2 separate regions of the Mus musculus genome follow, and region 1 is linked to region 2. Evidence: chromatin contacts called from public Hi-C data. All regions are on one chromosome and are shown on one strand. The core of a region is the stretch at or near the end of the contact, and the rest is flanking DNA. Distances in the headings are between cores, read along the strand shown.

What was found. Hi-C and Micro-C count contacts between places; a contact is called where the count stands out from the background.
Region 1: a contact with region 2 is called in a Hi-C map of liver, with 2.3 times the contacts expected there. The contact joins two enhancer-like sites. A contact is called at or near these places in 3 of 39 promoter capture datasets (cancer-associated fibroblasts and liver), 5 of 15 datasets of contacts at CTCF or cohesin (the NIH/3T3 cell line, large pre-B cells, liver and 2 more), 178 of 484 Hi-C or Micro-C datasets (the 3T3-L1 cell line, the 4T1 cell line, the 63-12 cell line and 104 more), 14 of 115 datasets of contacts at active chromatin or transcription factors (the 230-238 cell line, PVALB interneurons, Th17 cells and 9 more) and 3 of 9 other capture datasets (adipose tissue, liver and pancreatic islet).

What each region holds. Positions count from the first base shown.
Region 1 is chr13:34,789,832-34,796,720 of GRCm38.p6, reverse strand. No RefSeq gene overlaps it. Among named protein-coding and RNA genes, the nearest start is that of Fam50b, 58 kb to the right of the region's middle. Within about 2 kb of position 2,575, at least 32 of the 459 cell types and tissues checked have an H3K27ac peak or open chromatin away from gene starts, as enhancers often do. A contact at or near this core is called in group 2 innate lymphoid cells, hepatocytes, liver and 1 more, where this site is marked.
Region 2 is chr13:34,632,076-34,639,366 of GRCm38.p6, reverse strand. It overlaps Pxdc1 (PX domain containing 1), which reads left to right. Exons shown (of 5, transcript NM_025831.3): 2 at 269-360; 3 at 1,085-1,202. Among named protein-coding and RNA genes, the nearest start is that of Pxdc1, 17 kb to the left of the region's middle. Within about 2 kb of position 3,171, at least 17 of the 459 cell types and tissues checked have an H3K27ac peak or open chromatin away from gene starts, as enhancers often do. A contact at or near this core is called in group 2 innate lymphoid cells, hepatocytes, liver and 1 more, where this site is marked.

The DNA of each region.
Region 1 (6,889 bases), core at 1,326-3,825, 160 kb before region 2:
AGATCATTTGGCTTCTGAATAAAAGACAGATACCAACCCTCTTTGCTAGTTTGTCTACTTTCTTGTCAGTCACCCTGAGATATCATTTGCCATGTTCCACCTGGGCCACTCCCATTCCTCCAACGGGCCGACCCTCATGGCTGTGCACTCACAATCCACCACCCCCATGGCACCTTTCTCCTTTGGAGATTACTTTTAATGTGGCTCGACCTCCCCATACAGTCACATGACTCCCCTCCTAGTGTGTCTGTGTCCTGGTCCTCTCATCTTATAAGGATCCAGTCACCTTAATGACTTCAATCAACCTACCTCTTTAGTGACCCAAACCAACAACCCCTTTAAAGCCCCTATCTCTAAAGCAGCCTCATTCTGAGAGACTAGAAGTTATAGCTTCTAGCCAGACCTTTGGTGACGGTGTGTCACAGCTCTGTCAATTACATGCTATGACAGGACGTTCAGGAAGAGGTCTCTTCCAGGGCAGCTGAGGCCTTGGCTTTGGGATCCTGGTAAAGGTACCTCGGTCATTTCTGTCATAATATCCTAATAGCCTAAGAAACATGAACTAAAGATATTAAAAATTATAGCCATGAGTGACGTCAGGCAGCACAGAGGGCCTTGGTGGGACAGGAAGAGGAAACAGAGAGACGGCTACTTCCTTCCAGAAATGCCTGTAGACTAAGGATTGAGAGGGGCTCCAGCAGGGTTGTGGTCCCACAGCCTTACCTCTAATTCCAAGTTGTGTGCACATTGTGGCGACTTCCTGAGCTGAGTCGCTATGATTTTGAGGCTTTTTGTTTGTTTGTTTGTTTTTTGTTTGTTTGCTTTTCTATTTCACTGCAAGAAAAGTAGTTTAAAAGGATTTTGTCAATCCATAGACTTCTGGAGAATGTGGTAACACTTGGCCTCTATAATTTACCCTTCCCCAGGTCTGCTTCAGGGTAAAGCACAATGTCTCCCTCAAAGTCCACTGCCTGTGTATTAGGTACAGGGAAGTAACAGCAGCGAAACTTACCACCAATTATTGTGAACTTACTTATGTTGCCAGGCACTGTAATCAACCCATCTTATATCTTATATTACAATCTGTGTGGTCTGTGTCATTTCATGGGTAAGGATGCCTCCATTTAATATTTAACTGAAGCCATTAAGGTAGTGGCTAGGAGATGAGGCCTTAAGGAGTACACAGGTCTTAAGGGTGAGGCCCCAAAGGGTTCTACAGACCTTTTTTTCATATGCAAAGATACAGTGAGAAGCCAGCAGTGCTGGTCATCTCTGCTGCTCTTCTCCACTCTCCAGAAGCAAGAGAAAGAAGTCTCTGTTGTTAGAAGCTGCCACAAGATGCCTGGCTCAAATCCTCTCCTAGACGGAACCTTGCCCAAGGAAAGTGCGGCTAATGAGGCAGAGCAGGGATTCAAAAACCCAGTTCCCAAAGTACCCTGAGGACACCTGCTTATAGCTTGCTGACACTCGCACCCAGCACTGCAGGCAGAGTTGCCACAGCACTGCTCGGCATCTTCACTGGGTGGCTACATTCCTGAGAGTTAACTTCTGGAATTCAGCACTGCCTCCTCATGGTCTCCATTGGCCAGACTACCTATCTTAGACCCAAATAACACTGCCTTAAAGGAGAGGTATTTTATTCTTTCTCTTCTTAAGATAACATTGAAACAGTAAGTCAGAAGACAGATTCTACCAAAGTCCTTACTTTCAGATGTAGTACAGAACATCCATTATCCTTATACACAACAACGAAACCATCCGAGATTCTGGTTTCAGGGCCAGGCAGGAAGACCGACCATGTAAGCGAGGAACATGGAGTTTATGAGCTCATCCCAGGACAGAATCCAGGAAAGAGTTTGAAGGATGGTCTGCGGGGCTCTCTAATCTACCCCACGTAGACTCATCTGTGACCTGACCTAGATGCACACACCAGCTTCTTCCTGTCTAGCAAATCTGTGCTGGAGTTTCTGTCACCTTTGTTCATCAAGCAGGTTCTTATATAATTTTGTGTTTCATTTTGTGCTCTTGTTGTTCCCTGAGTTGCCCTGTAAACATTCCTATTGGAAAATTCCAATCTGTCTCAGATGAAGTAAGAGGAAAAGCCATGTGTCCACACCCAAGCCAGCCCAGCCAAGGAGAGCAGAGGGCCCTTCCAGAACTGGCTTTGTCAACGCGGCCACTGTGTGGCTCTAGCTGGAACTCATTGGGAGCCTGGGGAGGCTTTGAGGGGGTTGGACATTTGGTCTCAGAGGCTCTGGAGACTTTCATACATGGTGGCAATTGTTGTTCTATAGAACCCAGACCTTCTCTCTAAACCTCCAACATTTTTGTTCTTGTTGCTGCGTGTTTGAAATCACAATACTTACTCAGCTTCATATCTGTCTCTGACTCCTTACGACTCAGGACTTCAAAGCATAAGCAAGACTGCTCATTTCAGCATCTCCAGTGCCAAGGTAGAGAGAAACATACAATCAAAAATGAATGTGTTATTTTGTAAATAAATAGTGTGACATTGGGCTCTTAAATTTTTGTTGTTGTTTAAGCTCCAAAAGAATGTTGAGAATTATTCTTTCACAATGTGTTGCTTGGATCCAAGTAAGTGAGAAGGGATGTTGGGGGGGTGGTGCCCTACTGCCACTGAGAAATAGCCTCTCCACCAGGTGGCGCTCACCTCTTGGTTCCTGCCATTAAAAAAAAAAAAAAAAAAAAAAAAGCTGTCACTTCAAAATCACTCCAGAACAACTAGGGTGTTGACTTCCTTGAAACCCAATTTGTAAGTTCTGAGCCTGTCTTAGAGATGTGACTACTTTGTTTCCCTGGGGACAGGGACCTGGTGAGGCTAGACACCTTTGACGCTGGAGTCTGGTGAGCCTGTAGAGGGGATGTGACACACATCTTCCTAAGTGGGTCCTGGCATACGTGCTTAGGACAGTGACAAGTGTGACTGGTTTGAGTAGCTTGATCTGTTGCATATTTTGGCCTTGGCAGTAGGACTGATCAGCTTTTGTGTTCCTGCAGTGGCCCATTGACACCCTGACCTGGTCTCTGTAAACATGAGTTTTGTACTGAAGAGAGGAAATTTACAGAGGAAAGATTTTTGGTCTATGGAATTTGTGAAAAAAAAAAAAGTTAAAAAACAAAACAAACAAGAAAACTCCAGACAAGTGTCCCACATGAGCCATGAGGAGAATCCTTGAATAATCTTTTCTGTTTTTTTCCCTTCCCTTTGATTGCTTACGGGCTGGTGCACTTTCTCTTAGACTGGTGCTGTTATCAGAAATCAGTCTCCTTCAATACGATCTCCCAATGTGCCTCCACACTCGATTACAGCACACGAGGAAAACCCCAAGGATGTTAATTTGGACCATTGACAGATCTCTGGAATCTTTGGGTCACCTCAGTTCTCACCAGCTTTGAGACATCATGCAGTGGGCAGTCTCCCCACTTCCTCCTTTCATACCACAAGGCCAGGTCCTCAGAGGCTGGACACGGCTCGTTTTCTTGAGGGAGCACTTTCATTTCCTATGATGCCTACAGAGGAGACGATCCCAAAGTTCAAAATAAGCAGTTTTAAGTGGTTTGTAATATTTTCAAGTGTTGCCACTAAATGACATGAACCTGTTATGTGTCTGCAGCGCTGGACAGTAAGTGTGTACTTCCACCCAAGTTAGTCCTGCTGACAGCCCTCTTGTGCCTGTTCTGGAGAGAAAAAATGAAGATTTGAGAAGGCAGTGATTTATTACAAAGTCACGAGGCCAGTATGTCTCAGACTGGTATTAAAGCCTCTGTGACAGTCACTCTGTGTCCGTTGCTAGTTCTGGGTGCCAGGCCCTGCCCTGGATATTAGGAACACAGCAGGAAACAGCATCTACCAAAGCTTCACCCTCATGATGCTTACAGTCCAGTGGGAAGTGGGAATAGGCACGTGTGGTGTGAAATGGTGTGCCAAGAGGTTGTGAGATCTCAGGGTAAAGAAAGTAGGTAGGCGGCCACCCAGGGGCTCGAGAGGCTTGCCTGACTGGTGCTGCAGCTTCTGCTTATGAGGTGGAAGTCATTATTTCATACAGTGATGCTTGCTCCCCTCTCTAAGGTTTTACCTGCCTTGGTATAAGTTATGTAAAATCCACAGTACACAGAAAACAGTGAAGGAAAATCCCAGAGAGAACAAAATTCCACAGAAATTTTTTAGTGGCAATCTATTTATTAAGATTGTTCTGCCATTAGATGTTATTGGTAACCCTTGATCTTTGTCTGGCTTATAAACTAAGCTTGATTGCAGCCGTGTACAACAGGAGACAAAATAGCATGTGCAGGACTTAAAACTGCCTGATGTTTCAAGAGCAATTAGGGCCATTTCTGCGTGGATGAAGAATGGTAAATATATTACTATAGCTACCATGGTCCCCCATCACACTAACCTGAGTAGGGAAACATGTCTGGTCTACTGTGCTTAATAATATCAACATACAGAAGAAGGATCTTCAGTACTTGAGCATGTGGTGAGTTCTTTAGAGTTAACCAACCCAGGAGAATCCTTCTGCAACGTCCCAGTGGTTAATTCCCTTTCACAGAAGGGCTGCACTTCCTCATAGTGTTGCTCTATAGATGCGGTATAGCTTTAAACAGACGCTAGGGCTGCATTTGAATGGAGGTATGAACATGGGGATTGATTCATGCATACTTATGGAGGAAGAGCTTGAAGCAGAGGAGAAAGCCATGCAAAGGCCTGCTAGGGGTCAGGCCTGATATACCCCTGGGAAATACTGCTGTCTGCGCTGACCTCTCTCTCCAGTCTTCAGGCACGTGGCTTATGACAGCCTGCTCTGCAGGTGCTAGATCAAATCAGAGCCTGGACTCTTGTGCTACGCTCGCATACTAAATATGTTAACCCACACAACCATCTAATAATGTTTAATACTTTTTAAGGGAGGCCTTTGATTATTCTTTTGTTTTATTAGCAAAATAAAATTATTCCATAATAAACATTTAGAGTAGCTTTTATAAATATAATCATTTGATTTTTTTAAACTGTCTGATTAACAAATAAATCTTCCCAAAGACTTCCTGAAATGTGATTTAAAAGTCTTGAGGTATGATACATTTTCCTAAAATGTCAATGTAAGGTCCCTGTCCTAAATATCCAAATATTTAACTATTCAATCGTACTTTTTTTTTTTTTTAAGATTTATTTATTTATTTATTTATTATATGTAAGTACACTGTAGCTGTCTTCAGACGCACCAGAAGAGGGCATCAGATCTCATTACGGGTGGTTGTGAGCCACCATGTGGTTGCTGGGATTTGAACTTCGGACCTTCGGAAGAGCAGTCGGGTACTCTTACCCACTGAGCCATCTCACCAGCCCTCAATCGTACTTTTTAAATTGCATGTTTGATCTGACAAGCTAGCATCCCTTTCCAGCATCCTTCCCCACCAAGTCCACTTAAACATAGCAAACACAAGAAAAAGATTAAATATCCATAAGTTATTGTCTAACCCTGACACAAACATAGACACAGATAGAAACACACACACACACACACACACACACACACGCACACACGCACACACCTACACATACCTTATTTATTTTTCTTTTTACACTTAGTTCAGCATCTTTTGAGATTGCAAGTTTCTTAGTTTCTTTTCCCATTGCTGTGATTAAGTACTTTGGCAAAAGCAACCGAAGCCCGAAATTCAAGGGAAACACAAGGAGGTTGGAGCTTGAAGAGGCTGGTGTCATTTCAGCCACAAGCAGAGTGTAATGGGTTGGAGAGATGGCTCAGAGGTTAGGAGCACTGACTACTCTTCTAGAGGTCCTGAGTTCAATTCCCAGCAACCATGTGGTGGCTCACAACCATCTGTAATGGGATCTGATGCCCTCCTGGTTTGTCTGAAGACAGCTACAGTGTACTCATAGAAATAAAATAAATAAATAGATCTTAAACGTGTAAAAGCACTGCATAGGTATGATTACTCTAAAAGAGAAGAGTCCAGGTGTAACAAGGAATGATGAGACCAAAGAAAGAGCAAAACTCAGCAGGACAAAGATCAAACTCTACAGCTCAGGGTCTGCTTGTGATGGAACTGGCTGTGCTCCAAAGGGCTCCCAGTACACTCTCAGTTTGGATTCTCTCATTTCGTGTAAGCTTTCATTTTCTCAAGTTGTAAGTAGGTCCTTGCCTCCAAGGCCCCTTTCCTACTGCTCCAATGCCAAATGCTGCGTTTCTGTTTAATGGCACTAATCTCCTCCACAATTGTATCCAGGTTGTTTTCTTTACACTTCTGGTTTAAAACCTCATGCTCCTCATATACCTTTCCTCCACCAAACAAAGTAGTCCATTATCTGTAAATTCAACTGCATTCAAATTCTCAGAACGGGCAGAATGATAAAAACACCACATGAATGACTCTTACCTGTCTCCTCGTGGCATCTTGCTCCCCTTGAAACGTCATAAGCCAGGATCTTGCTGACTGTTCTTCCCTAAGATTCTTGCCTTCCAAGCTTCCATCAGAACGGCTTGACTAAGCTGTGCTTCCAGGTCTTGAGGGCTTTTCTTGACCAAAGTTACAAACTCTTCCACATTTCTCCCACAACCCAGTTCCAAAGGCCCAAGATATGGTTAGGTTTATCATATCAATGAACATATAGTTGAATTTATTTTAGCAATATCCGCACTTTTTGGTATCAGTTTCCTTTTCTTGTGCTGTGATAAAATACCTTGACAAAATAGACTTAGGGTTAAAGGGTTTATTTTATCTCATAGTATAAGGATACAGTCCATCATGGTGGAGAAATCAAAGTGGAGATTGATGTGTCAGGTCACAAAGTGGCCACAATCAGAAAGCGGAGAACATGAATGCATAGTTATGTTGAGCTCACTTTTTT
Region 2 (7,291 bases), core at 1,922-4,421:
CAGCAAAAGCGACAGCCATGGGTACGGCTGTGATTTGGACTGAACCAGGATGGAAAAGGATTTGTTTTCTTGGGTCCGGCTCTATCTGTGGTTTCAAGAATTCACGGGAGACACTGAGATGTGTCTTCCTTAAGAATTAAGGACATTTTGCTGTGAAACGTGGCACTGGGGTGGTGTTTTCATCGAGGGACACCTGTTGTGTATTTGTTACATATTTCGTCATAGGCTGCTCACCCAACTGACCTGGCCGTTTCTGTCTCTGTTCTAGGACTGCTCGCCATCAAGGGTGCACATGACATAGAGACCAGGCTCAATGAGGTCGAGAAGCTGCTGGAGACGGTCATCAGCATGCCGTGTAAGGTGAGCAGGGAGGCCAGAGTGGCCCATCACCACCAGCCTTAAAGACGGCTGCGGGCATCTCACTCAGTGTTTCATTCCCAGAAGTCCTGAAGGGCGATAGAGGGAAGGGAGAAGTCTGTGGGACTCCCCGCTGGAGTCCTTTCTCTTCAGGGAACAGAGTGGAAGGAGAGCCATGAGGTCTGAAGCAGGAGGGGCCAGAGGCTTCTCCAGAAGCAGCGGCCTTTGCTCTCTTCCCTCCCCTCGGATCCCTCTTCTTGCTTAGGTTTAGAATAGGCATCAGCAAGCCCAGGGCAGTGTCAGCATCCACGCTGGCAGCTCGGTGTTCAGTTACATTTCTGAACTGTGAGCTTGATGCAGGAAATAAGAACCTGGAGGGTCAGGCAGAACTCCTTAGCTCTTAAAGGTTCTTAAAGGAAAATTGGGCACGTAGAAGCCACCCAACAGATAGTAAAGGAGAGCTGAGAGTGATATGCCAGCTCTGTGCCAAGCATTCCGCCGAGCCACCCGCCCTAGCAAGAGGCCCTGCCCGTAGCCACCTCGAAACAAAGAAGCTACAGTGATCCAGTCACTGGGCACAGGCCATGAAGCAGCCCCTGCACGGGTCTGGGACAGCCTCCTGAGCGTCACATCAGTTGGGGTCACCTCTGTGCAGAAACACCACCCCAGCAAACACGGGAGACCTGCGGTGGAGAGCTTTATCAGTAATCACTGTGTTTATTCCCAGTATTCCAGGTCTGAGGTTGTTCTCACCTTCTTTGAAAGATCGCCTTTGGATCAGGTGTTAAAAAATGATAATGTCCATAAGATCCAACCCAGCTTTCAAAGTCCTGTTAAAATATCAGGTAAGAGCCTCGATGAAGGTGTGGGAGGACTGTGGTGAAGGCGTGGGAGGATTGTGATGAAGGTGAGGGAGGACTGTGGTGAAGGCATGGGAGGACTGTGATGAAGGTGAGGGAGGACTGTGGTGAAGGCATGGGAGGACTGTGATGAAGGTGAGGGAGGACTGTGGTGAAGGCATGGGAGGACTGTGATGAAGGCGTGGGAGGACTGTGGTAAAGGTGTGGGAGGACTGTGGTGAAGGCGAGGGAGGACTGTGGTGAAGGCATGGGAGGACTGTGATGAAGGTGAGGGAGGACTGTGGTGAAGGCATGGGAGGACTGTGATGAAGGTGAGGGAGGACTGTGGTGAAGGCATGGGAGGACTGTGATGAAGGTGTGGGAGGACTGTGGTGAAGGCATGGGAGGACTGTGATGAAGGTGAGGGAGGACTGTGGTGAAGGCATGGGAGGATTGTGATGAAGGTGAGGGAGGACTGTGGTGAAGGCGTGGGAGGATTGTGCTTAGTGGCTGTGGTTTCAAGGCCCTTTCCAGTGTGTCTATGGGGTGGGTGGACTCAGCCTCTACCACTGACTGGGCTCTAGAAAGGTCACTTCCCTGGCTCAGAAAAATGATCGCTGAATCCTTACTAAGCAGCGTTAAGTACCTTCTACTTGGTGACTGCCAAGTGTGTTATTTTTACTTCCAAAGGAGTTAATTTGACATATTAGTTAGAATACTTAAGAAAGAATATAATGACGATGAAAATATTAGGGAGGCATTCTTTTAAACAATATTTATTATTTTAGTTTTGTGTCTGTATATGTGTTTTGTCTGCACGTCTGTAGCATGTATATTTACATGTGTGTGCCTGGTGTCCACAGAGGCTAAAGAAGGCACTGGAGCTCTCAGAACTGGAGTGGTAGACGGTTGTGAGCCACCAGGTGGGTGCTGGGAACTGAGTGTGGGTCTTCTGGAAGAACATCAAGTATTCTTAACTGCTGAGCGTATCTTCAGCCCCAGGAAAGCATTTCTGAGGTAATGACTGGAGTCAGTGGCCGACCTGCGGAAGTGAGGGAGCCCCTTTGAGGAGGTGTTGAATTTGGCTGTTGGCTTTAGGGAAGCTTTTAGCTTTGGTATTGTTGGCATTGACATTGTACTGAGCCTTCTAGCACTGAAAGTCAGCCACTGTAAGGGGAAGTCAACACCGTGAGGCCTACAGAGGAAGGAAGGGGCCCCATGGCCTGCTTGCTGTTTTCCTAAAAGCTGGCTATACTTGTCCAGATAATTGTTTTATTTTTTATTTTTTTATTTTTTCATTTCTTTGGGAGGCTAACCTTTAACTTACTATTTAGCGCAGGCTGGCCTTGAACTTACAACAGTCCTCCCTAACTATGTCAACCTCCTCAGTATTGGAATTATAGGCATACACCACTTGCGGGAGAACCCACGACCGTGAGTGCACAGGGTGGGTGGTCCATATGGGCTGTTCATTGTGTAGCAACTTCCTGGTTATCTTAGAGGAGAGCAGGCAGTTTAAGGGCCTAGGGGTCTTTTTTAAACTGGCATCTGAGCTCTAGAACCTTCTATTCAGCTGATTGCATGTAGTGAGGCAGTTTGTCTGGGTTGTCTGAACAATGGATGACTTTTGATCTTGTCATATCATATCCAGATCTTGGGGCTCCTCCACTGGACTCTGGTTATTGTTTGTGTTGTGACCCTCAAGGGTCACCAAGGCAAACCCTCCCTCCCACTTCATTCCCTCCAAGTCTTTCCATTTAAGAAACAGATGGCGATGGTGAAGACCTACACCGACCTTTCTCTTCTTCTCTTGGGGGATTTCTTCCTGCACTCTGGCATTTGGAGAGCCGGTGGGTGCCATGGAGTTGCCACAGATTCCCCTATCTGGGGATGCTGATTTATGGAGCCTGGGACTTGAGAGGCCTGTTTTTTCTCTTTGGATGTTGAGGCTGTAGGTGGTGAGGGCTCCACCAGATGGCAGCAGGCACTGGTTGTACTGAAGAAATCCTGTCAATATTCTAGTGCTTTGGCAAGGATAGCCACTCAGACTTAAGCATTCATTTCCTGTGTTGATCTAAATGTTTATCAAACCCAAGAGCACACGGATGCGGTGCAGCCATGACTACGTAGCACTAAGGAAACAGAGGTCTCAGGTCTCAGCTTCTCTGGGATATGCTAGTAGAACCCGTAGATTTCATCCACAGAAGTAAGTTGTTCCCATCAAGGTTTGATAGGGAATACTTTTTGTTGTTGTTCATTAATCCAGTATCCATTCGATCTTAGCCATAAGCTTTACTATATAGAGATAGACAGGTCATCTAGTTAACAAAAGGATATTGCTTAGGCTTTTGTTCTGTTGTTGGAGTAAACTGAAAATATAATGCTAGGGAGGACTTAGAAAGGAGGAAGGCGGTACTGTGAATGCTTCCGAGGCTGGTTAAAGACCTGCAGAAGAAAGGAATCAGGAAATTGATGACCTGAAGGGTTAATGACAGTTAGGAAAATCACCATTACAACACCATGTACACTAACTGGGAAATATTGCAAATTTTTTCCAGTGATGGAGATAAGCTAAGACCAATGGGGGAAGTTCAAGGAAAAACAGGGTTGTTTGCACAGTATTAAGACCTTGTTCTCTGAGATATTTGATAATGGCAAAGAGAAAGCAACCTACCCATCCCGGTTTAGCATCGCCAGTAGGCCTGTGCACACTGTTGCAACACACACATGCACACACGCATGCCCCATACTTCCACAGAGGGGCACTCAACATGCCTTGTGGGATTCTGCCCAGTGACATATCATCACCGAGTTTTAGCCACCTGGATATCCAGCTCCAAGGAAGAGTTGTGAAGTCGCTCACCTGAATTCCTCACAAGGCCTGCATGAGAAACACGGACAGACCAAAGCCATCAGAGTCAAGGAGATCCCGACAGCTCAGTGTAGCCAAGTTCTGGACTGCATCTGTAGCAGAAGAAAGTAGCAGTAGTGAGGCACTAGAGAAACCCCAATGAAGGGGCTTTACACTCAGTAGCATCATCCACTGGGTATTCCCTGAATGTGATGAGGGACCTTAACTGTACGAAGTATTGACAATAGGGGGGCTGCTATGGGTCATGTGGGAGTCCTGTCTGTGCCTTCATGGCTTACCTACAATTCTAAAATTAACTATAAATTAAGCATTACAGAATAGGAACATAGGAACATGAAAGCATCTTGCGGTCTAGAGAATGGCTCAGAGGCAGAACCATGCCTAGCAAGGCGAGACCTTGAGTTTGATCCTTGCACAGGGTGTGGGGTTAACCTGAAAATGAACTGTTTTCTAGAGTTAGGGATGTGGCCTAAAAAATTAAACCAGCTAGTGATTTTTTTTGCTGTGGGTTCTAAACTGACATGTGAGGAATTCGTATTTTAAGTTTGTTTGAAAATGGGCTGCAGGCACTGTAATATTTCTTTAATTATAACACTTTCTTCAGTTTCTTAATTATTATTCTTGTGTGACAACAGGTGGAAAATCATGAGCAAGTGTCATGGTAATAATGAGTATTATTTGAGACTTAAGTGTTTGTTAGAGTCTTCAGACAATCTTCCTGTTTAATGCAGCTGAGCCCTGTATAGAGGACAACCAAGCAGAACTAACCTGTTCTCCAGGCACAGGTAGCAGGAACAAGGTTGGAAACAGCTGTACTTGGGGTCAGTGTGCATACGTGCTAATGTCGTGGCTTACCAGCAGCACAGCAGTCTGCAGTCCCATAATATGAACATCAACAAGGCCTTACTGAGCTTGAAGGTACAAGTTCTTTGTCCACGTCACTTCCGTTGGTTACTCTCCTCATTACTGTCACTAAAGACACAGCTTAAAGGAGAAAGGGTTTATTTTGACTTCCAGTTTAGAAGGGATACAGCCCATCGTATAGAGGAAGGCATGGTTGTGGGGGTGTGAGACAGCTGGTCACATTGTAGCTGCAGTCAAGAGGCAGAGTAGACAGGAAGTTGGGCCAGGCTATGAAACTACAAACCCACCCCTAAGTGACTCACCCCAGTGAGGATCCCCTCCTAAAGGTACCCCAATCTTCCAAAGCAGCACGACTGGCTGGGGATTAAGTGTTCAAACACACAAACCTACAGGGGACATTTCACCCTCAAGTCACTGCACCACCCTCCAGTAGAGACTGATCCAAGAGTAACTTCCCATTCAGGAGGTTGTTGATCAGTGTGTAGATGGCGACTGGGGAGGGCAGTGCTGCAGGACTATTAGCAAAGTGGTCGTTTTAAACTGATGGCCCCTGCAGGTAGACACACGATAAGCTCAGGCTTTCCTTGTTGTAAATTTTGGATAACCCTTCTTAGGTTTTTAAGTGATGACTCTTCTTAAGGTATTGCTTTTAAGTGAATGGAAGAAATGAAAATATAAACTGTCACAGAATCTTTGCTCCAGTGTTAGCTAGCTCAGGCATAGGGAGAGCCGTGTGTGTCGGGCTAGGCTTTGAGCCTGCTGTGGTACCTGCTTTTGTGTTCGTGATTCTTGGTGAGCCATCCGTTTCCAAGCTGGTTTGGAATGGATGCACTGATGGTTTATAGACTCCATCTGTGTGCTCAGGAGACTGCTGGTTCAGCGTGATGAGGGTAACCTAGGGATGCAGGAGGAACCCAGAGCTTCTGGGGACTATCTTTGGTGAAATACCAGCATTTTGACCAATATCCCTCAGTGGCCTGGATCTAGGACTTTGAGAGATTGGAGACCAATATACTTTAGTGTCCTCAGGGCTATACTGGCCTTAGGAACTCTTTGTCATAGACATCTGAGGAGTGACTTGTTCCAAATCTATTCTGGAAAGTCCAGTAAAGATTCCACATCTTTGACTCTGCAGTTCACATTTAGCAAAGATTAGGCATGCAGATAGCTTCAGGAGTTTGTACAGAAGTGTCTTGCATCCCAGGATTCATTCCCGATCCCGGATTCCCATGGTAGCTGGGAGGATAAGACTTGGGCTGTCAGTTAGCAGTGTGAAGGCTGTACTGGGGCTGCCTGTACTTCCTCAGACAGACAGATTTGGGTCACAGTTAATAAGAACAATAAAGAAAGTGGTTCTCTGCTGCCACACCCTCTGAGTGGGGAGGCGAGAGAATCGGAACTTGTGTGGGGTTCAGTGATTTTCAGTCTGACAGCTCACTTCCTGAGCATCTTTCCTTTGCTCTATGTACCCAGAAATGTAGCTGACCCGAGTTCCCAGACTCCTTTCTTATTGGTTTGCTGAGTCCCTCCCCGGTGCTGCACACCACTGGGTGGAGGAGCAGGGAAGAAGGCAGGGGAGGGAGCCAGAGCTGATATCCCATGAGTGTGACTGACTGAGGAAACATGCTGCAAGAGAGCCATGGCATATGCCAGCTCCTTCTCCAGAAGACCCATGACACGTGCTAGCCCCTTCCCCAGGAACCAGACATGCATTTCAGCAAGTCCTTAGCAAACTAATGAAAAAGTGAGAGTGAAGAAGAAACCTATTTTTCTTTATTTCTTTCTGGCTAGTTCCCTAAAAATTCTCTGCCTAAGAACAGAAGTTCTAAGAATGGAACCCCAAATGCCTAGGAAGGTGAAAAATAATCAGGAAGTGATCATTTTCATCACAAAAAAGCAAATTTATATACTCAGGAATAATTACACTGTGGTCCAGTGGGGAGAAGGCTAAGATGATTCTTTAGAGACAAAGGCGTCTGATGTCCAGTAACCCTTAGGATGGGGAGAGATGCTCTTATTGACTGTGTGGGCCTGCGGATGAGGAAAGGCTAAAGTCAAATGTGTCCCTAAGGTGAGGATGCAATCTTGCGGATTAAACATACCCAGAATGTGTGGTAAGTGTTAAGTGTAGGCAAGAGCCTTGCTTAGGAGGACTTCAGAGGTGGTCCTAAGCATGGAGCTCAGCTGCCTGAGAGCCAAGGACTGGAGATGAGTGAGGATCACAGAGAGGGAGAATTCAAGATGGCACCAAGCCTGATGATCTCTCGAGGGAAAGGAGATTCAGTTCCTTCTGAACTGTCAAGGCTATAGTAGGTTAAAAAAGAAGAGAGCCAAGCCACACGAGGTTCTTAAACAGTCA